Linked DNA regions of Xenopus tropicalis: region 1 is linked to region 2. Evidence: chromatin contacts called from public Hi-C data. All regions are on one chromosome and are shown on one strand. Each heading gives the region's core, a stretch centred on a gene start, on an enhancer-like site or on the middle of the called end of the contact. The rest is flanking DNA. Distances are from core to core; before and after follow the strand shown.

The links. A called contact is a pair of places that touch in the nucleus more often than the background predicts.
Region 1: a contact with region 2 is called in a Hi-C map of brain, with 5 times the contacts expected there. The contact joins the promoter of nova1 here to the enhancer-like site in region 2. A contact is called at or near these places in 2 of 5 Hi-C or Micro-C datasets (brain and tailbud embryo).

What each region holds. Positions count from the first base shown.
Region 1 is chr8:112,090,269-112,093,625 of UCB_Xtro_10.0, forward strand. It overlaps nova1 (neuro-oncological ventral antigen 1), which reads right to left and starts at 2,081. Exons shown (of 5, transcript NM_001102869.1): 1 at 1,737-2,081. The coding sequence starts at 1,872.
Region 2 is chr8:112,056,997-112,060,094 of UCB_Xtro_10.0, forward strand. The region is part of intron 2 of nova1 (neuro-oncological ventral antigen 1); the gene reads right to left. Among named protein-coding and RNA genes, the nearest start is that of nova1, 34 kb to the right of the region's middle. Within about 2 kb of position 1,740, at least 1 of the 11 cell types and tissues checked has an H3K27ac peak or open chromatin away from gene starts, as enhancers often do.

The DNA.
Region 1 (3,357 bases), core at 831-3,330, 34 kb after region 2:
ATATCGTATACTTTCTAGCTTTTTTTTATATACAAGAACCCGTAAATAATAGAAGTATGGAGTGAGAATGTGAAACCTTTTTTCCCCATATAAATATATGCGATACTTTCATATAAAGCAATCATTTAATTCATTCATTTGCCCCTTTTCATTGATAATGTAATGAAAAGACTACAATAAATTAATGATTAAAAGCAGCAGCCAATAATAATTCCAATTTAGTGGTTTGGCTGAACACGCACGCTACCCAAACAGAATGACACCTTTCATATGGAAAGTGAAGGAATATGGAGAATGCATGTGAAGATGGAATATCTGACAAGCAATGTGTGGTACCAACCAACCTATTACAAAGTCTCACCTCTGAACAGCATGTTTAATTTGTAAGCATTAAGTGGTTGCCAAGAAGAAGGAAAAAAAAAACCTCAATGTAATGTGGAATCACTTCCCCTACTAATCCCAATGTATTTCCTTAGCTCCTTTCAATCTCTCATGATCCTCCTATAAGCTTATTAATTAAAGCAGTTTAAGAAGATTTCGCCCCCCCTTTTTATTTCTAACTGATCTAAAGCTTAAGCCACTGTTGTTTTTGGGTGTGTGTGTGCAGGTCATCAAGCAAAAGGCAATGCGCACCCAAGACACCAAAAAAAAAAAAAAACCCCAAAAATACCCTATGCAGAATTCTGTTTACATATAGACAGCGGTGACAGCTATAATGCCTGCTCGCTGAATGAAATGAGGAGAAAATGTAGCATGTGGGGTGTTTTTAATATATAACAAGTCACTGACTTTGCATAACCTCAACATGTTCCAGAAAATATATATCCCTGTACAGTTTATGATAAAAGTGCAGGTCCATTTGTGGTTCCTGTGCTGGTAGCATACATCCAAGCCAAGAAAAAAAAAACCCACTGATCCTCCTTGCAAATCCTCAGCAAATGCATTCACCTCTGCATCGTTGCATTGTTATGCCTCCAATAGAAATGAACGTGAAGATGCTGGGACACATCACCAGGATGCAGAAGAAGCACCCCCCCAGCTCCTGTGAGCTGAGCCTCTCACTCTCTTCCCCCTCCCCCAGCTCACAATTGATGATGGGGTGAATAAAAAAGAGACACAGACTATTGCTCCAAAATCTGGGCTGTGTAGAACTGCAAATGTTAGACTTGATACATAGAAAAAGATGCCCAGAAACAATAAGAGGGGGACCGAGAGGTGCAGCCACTGTGATGTGTAGCTGACTGCTCTGGTCCCTGCCTCCTCCATGCATCTTCCAGTACTGGGGTTTAACCCCTTAGTTACAGGAGGGATGCTGAGTGCTGGTGCAGCATTATAGCCCCATCTTCATTAGCAATGGGGTGCCACCACATTAAAAATCACAAATGGACCTCCTTCCCCAACATCTTTCCCAATGCCACTTATCCCAATTCACACTGATTACAAGGAAGCTCTGTCTCTCTGCACCCGCTATCCCTTACGGGGAGGTAGGGCAGCATTGCCAGCTGTATTGCAATGAAAGCACCACTAAGGATGAGGATGAGAGCCATAAAATCACTACAATAATAAGAGATGAAGACGCCATTTTGACCATAGATTACAATAGACAAGCTTCAGCAAGAAGCCTGAACCATGCAGTGCAGACTACCGGGCCAGAACATGCATATATGTAGGGGGGGAGAAACATTCCAGTAATACAGATAAGGAAGCCTTTGCAGGCTTGCAGCTGGTGCACTTACCTCCAGTATTGGTCCTCTTCGTGCTTCCAGCCTCTGGGGGTGCTTCCAGGGGTCGCTTTCTGGAGTCTGGGGGATCAAGGTCTATGGGGACAACGCCGTGGGTCCCGTTCTGCTGGATGGGAGCTGCTGCCATCATCTTTACAGGCTGCAGCAGGGCTGAGAGCACAGGGGGACACCGTGGGGCAGGGGGTGGGGGTACAGGCTGAGGCAGGAGGAGAGTGAGGGGGGGACCCCACTACCTGCACTGCAAGCACTGCAAAAGGGAGCCCCCAGATGCACCTCAAAAAATACAGACACAGCAATACAAGGGAGAAGGGGAAAACAGAGAAAGAGGGAGAGAGAGACAGGAGAGCAGCCCAAAATAAATAAATAAAAGACAAGCCAGGAGGGGGAGGAAGGGATGGAGAGAGAGAGAGAGAGGGAGACAGAGAGAGAGAGAGAGGAGAGGGGGAGGAGTGCAGAAATGGCAGGCGGAAAATAAAGCAGGAGGCTGGGAAGACACAGAGAATAGGGGAGGGTGCAGTGATGGGGAGGAAGGGGGGGATGAAGAAGGGCCGAGGAGGAAAAGAAAAGAGTGAGAGAGAAAGATGTGTATGTGTGTGAGAGAGGAGCAGTGCGGATTGCAGGCTCTGACTTGGTTCCTTGCTTTTCTCCTCCCCCTCTTCTCTCTTTTGTTTCCTAATAATCCCCCTGCCTGCTGCTCACACTGGCTCTCTTGTGACTGCTGGTGCTCCAGCGTTCTGTCCTCTCCTGGCTGGGGTCTGAAGTGTCTGTGTATAGAAAGGATGCTGCTGCTGCCGCTGCTACTGCTGCTGTAGCACATCCCAACCCAGCATCCCACACAAAGGCTCTATGCTGCCTACATTTACTCTACCTATGTAGGTCAGCCCTAGCATGCACCATGCCAAACCTGTGCTCATATCTCACTACAAAATTACATTTTATATTTCTCTTGCACCCTGGTGGATTCTAATGACTATAAATAACACACACACGCTTTCAGAGGGCTTGTTCAAAATAAAAAAAAAAAAAAGAAGGGCAAGTGAGAAGCAGATCTGTCATTTGTATTCTCTCGCTCCACGCTCAGCACCTAAAGGTAGGTAGGACGAGTTACAGCCACTAACAGCTATGATTATGCATTATTAATTCAACCATAATTTAGAAGTCACCTGCTTGAAAAATTAACCATTTCACAATGAAAGGGAGATGTCAGGTTTGAATTATGTGCCTGACAAAAACCCATTTTTATGGATCAGTGCAATGCCAGAATATCAAGTATTACACTGCTATCTCCCAACAAGAGAGCCACACGGGTACTGAATGAAAGGCACCCATCAGTTATCATTACATGTGTGTCACCCATGTAACTGCTGCAAGATGGTGATTGGGTCTTTATCAGGCATTGATTTAAAAGCATGTTATATAGATGCTGAATATGAAGAAAGGTTAATATTAGCCTTGAGCAACCCAAATCGCTTTACTTTATAGTTTGATACCCTAATTCCCTTAAGATTCTGAGGAACAAACAAAAGATAGGACATTCTGGAGAAATACAGTGCATATGACGGCTCATTTACAAACGCAGAATGGAGGCAAAACTAAACTCATTGATGCTATTTTG
Region 2 (3,098 bases), core at 490-2,989:
AGTAAAGTAGTACAAAGTAACAGCACTGTGTCTCATTTGTGTGTATCTGCTGCAAATCAATTGAGATTGACGCAATGACTTCAGTGTGTGTTTAACATGGATAAATAATTGGGCAGTTAGTGGGTCAGTGGGTTACATTTTATGTCTCCAATGGAGCGGGGATGCTCAATTTAATTGACTAGGAAAATGGTTTATAGGTCCCCACTAGTTTATTTTAATCTATCCCCTCTATCTGCCTATAACCCTCACCCCCTGTATGTGGCACAGTGTCTTGGGATTTTCCTGTTGAAATATATATATATATTTTTTTTTATTTTAATGATGAAAGCTCTAATTCTTTGTGCTGACAGGGCTCTCTCAGGTCCTCCGAGATGCAGTCAGAACCCCTGTACCTCTGGTAGCTAAGCCACTTATCTGTCCCGTCTATGGTAGTGAGACGGAAAAAGAAATTAGAGCAACTGAATAATTTTACACTGAGGCAAAAGGTTTTTTTTCCTGTCATACAAAATGAAGGACGATATCAAAGGAAAGCAGAGTTAGCGAGACAGGACTGTTCTATTCCCAGGAGCCAGGTAGCCACGTCTCCTAACTGCTTGTGACATTTTATATAGATTTATACACAGGCACCTCCCCTCTGGTTCCTAGAAATTAGGTCAGGCTCCTAGAGTAGACTGGTAGTCTTCTAACCTGAGAAGAAATGCTACACGGTACTAAGCAACCTCGATTTGGAGGAGAGAACTTGATTTTAAATCTATGGAATATGTGTGGGTGTTTATCTTTAGGCAAGGGGTTCAAGAGGTGACTGGGCCCTATACAAACATTGCGGCAGGCAATTTATGGTCTTGGCAAATCCATGAATACGGAATGGGCAAGCCTAAATATTCTCCAGAACACCACTCATGTGCCTATTTAGGTCACAGTACAGTACCTAACTTCAAAAGCCCAATGCTAATTAAATGCCATAAAGAAAGAAAGTAATGCATGTGAATAACAGCAGCACCGGCCGGAGTGAGTATGGGGAGGTTTGGATACCATATATGTATATATACTGAATTGTTTTGATCTGATATATATATAAGTGTGTGCCTCAGCCTTTATATATATATATATATATATAACGAGAAAGGAGACTGCCGGCACTCACGAAATACCCGCTTTAGTTGCCTGGGTGCAGTGTTCAATCAGCATAAACAGAAAACATCCAGAAGCCGCACTCACAGGTCTTAAGTTGAGAAAACGAAATCTTTATTGCCAGGAGAGTGAACTAACGTTTCGGCTGTTACACCAGAGTTTGTCAAACTTTGACAAAGGCTGGTGTAACAGCCGAAACGTTAGTTCACTCTCCTGGCAATAAAGATTTCGTTTTCTCAACTTAAGACCTGTGAGTGCGGCTTCTGGATGTTTTCTATATATATATATATATATATATATATATATATATATATATATATATATATATATAGAAAAAGGCTGAGGCACACACTTATGGGGATTACAACCTGGGTGCAAATCAGAAAAACAATGTAAATATGTAAAAAATGCTGATGCACACCAGGAAAATTTCATCAAAAAGAGATACTTATTTTATTTAGATCGACGTTTCGGTCCTCAACCGGGACCTTTATCATATATGGTGTTTTGCAAAATCAGATCTTTTTAGGCACATATACACAGGCACAAAGATACTGTGACAGGTCATTGCTGATACCATTTTCCAGCAGCAGAGGGAAGCAACCCTTAGTGACATGCTCTATTGAGCCTATAGATGCGGGCCCCTGGTTGGATTGCACAACCATGCATACAATCCAGAGAACTGGGTTTGCAGGCAGCAATGAGTTAGGGAAATGGTGACTACAAAAAAAACTAGGCTACAATGTTATATAGCTATTGGCAAAAGTCTGTGTACTGTAGGGGATGGTCAATATGTAATGCTGCACTGAGACAATAAGGGCTCATTTACGACTCAACGCAAAGTGTGAAAAGTGCAGTTTCGGAAGCAATGACTTGTAGACTGGTAGGACCTGTTTTGATGGGCCCCTATGTGCTACATATGCTCTTAGAGCATATATAGCAAATATACCAAATGAATTCCAGCAATTTTGCCAGCAACAAGTGAAAAAGTGGAACTGAAATTTGTGCTGAATTCTGCAGATGTTGTCTGCCTACTCTAGGGGGCAAACTGATTTTTGTCTTAGCGTAACCTTACTCTAAGAATCTTTTCATCAGAGTTTCTTTTTCCCCACTTCTAGCGGGGATAGGCTAAGCATCCATCCTATCCAGGAGATAATGAAACTAATGACCCTGCACTGGCAAGATATGTAATGGGCTCATCAGACATGATTGATGGGAGCTCCTTGACTGAATTGGGGGGTTAGCGTGCTGTTCTGGCTGTTCTATCCTATATTTGTAGGTTCTGTAGCCAGCAAAGGAATGTAAGAGCATGGGGAGTTTCAGGGGCCTTAGTTAAAGCTGCAGAGAGAGGAGAGGCAGCTGTTCTTTCCTAAGCAATCATCACAGCTATTAAAATATGGGGCTGCTCCTTATCTCCATGGCACAGGCCTCAGCCAGGCATTTACTCATTTTTCAGCCCATCTGTGGTGGGAAAATAGGCCCTGACTGACCTCTGATCCCTTCATTTACTTTGACATACACTTTTTAAAATTAATTAGAGAGAAGGATATTTCCTGTATCGGAACAAAATAGCTGTATATGTAACCCTAGGATGGAATCATTTCAAGGCTTCTTTGAGGCCAAACAGTTTATCCCAGAAGTAACTAGTACTGCCTTACTGGTGTATACATAGAGATCTTTCATTCTAATCATATTTAACAAGGTTTACTCACAGATCTAAAAAAAAATTTAAAAAAGAATTAAACCAAATAGGCTTGTTTTGCCTCCAATAGGGATTATTTATTCCTTAGTTGAGATAAAGTACAAGCTACTGTTTTATTATTACAGACAAAAAGAAAATCATTTTTAAGAATTAGAATTATTTGCTTATAATAAAGTCCATGGGAGATGGTCTCCGTGTGATTGGGAACTTTCTGGATAACTGGTTTCCGGATAACAGATCCCATACCTGTATAAGCAACTTTCCA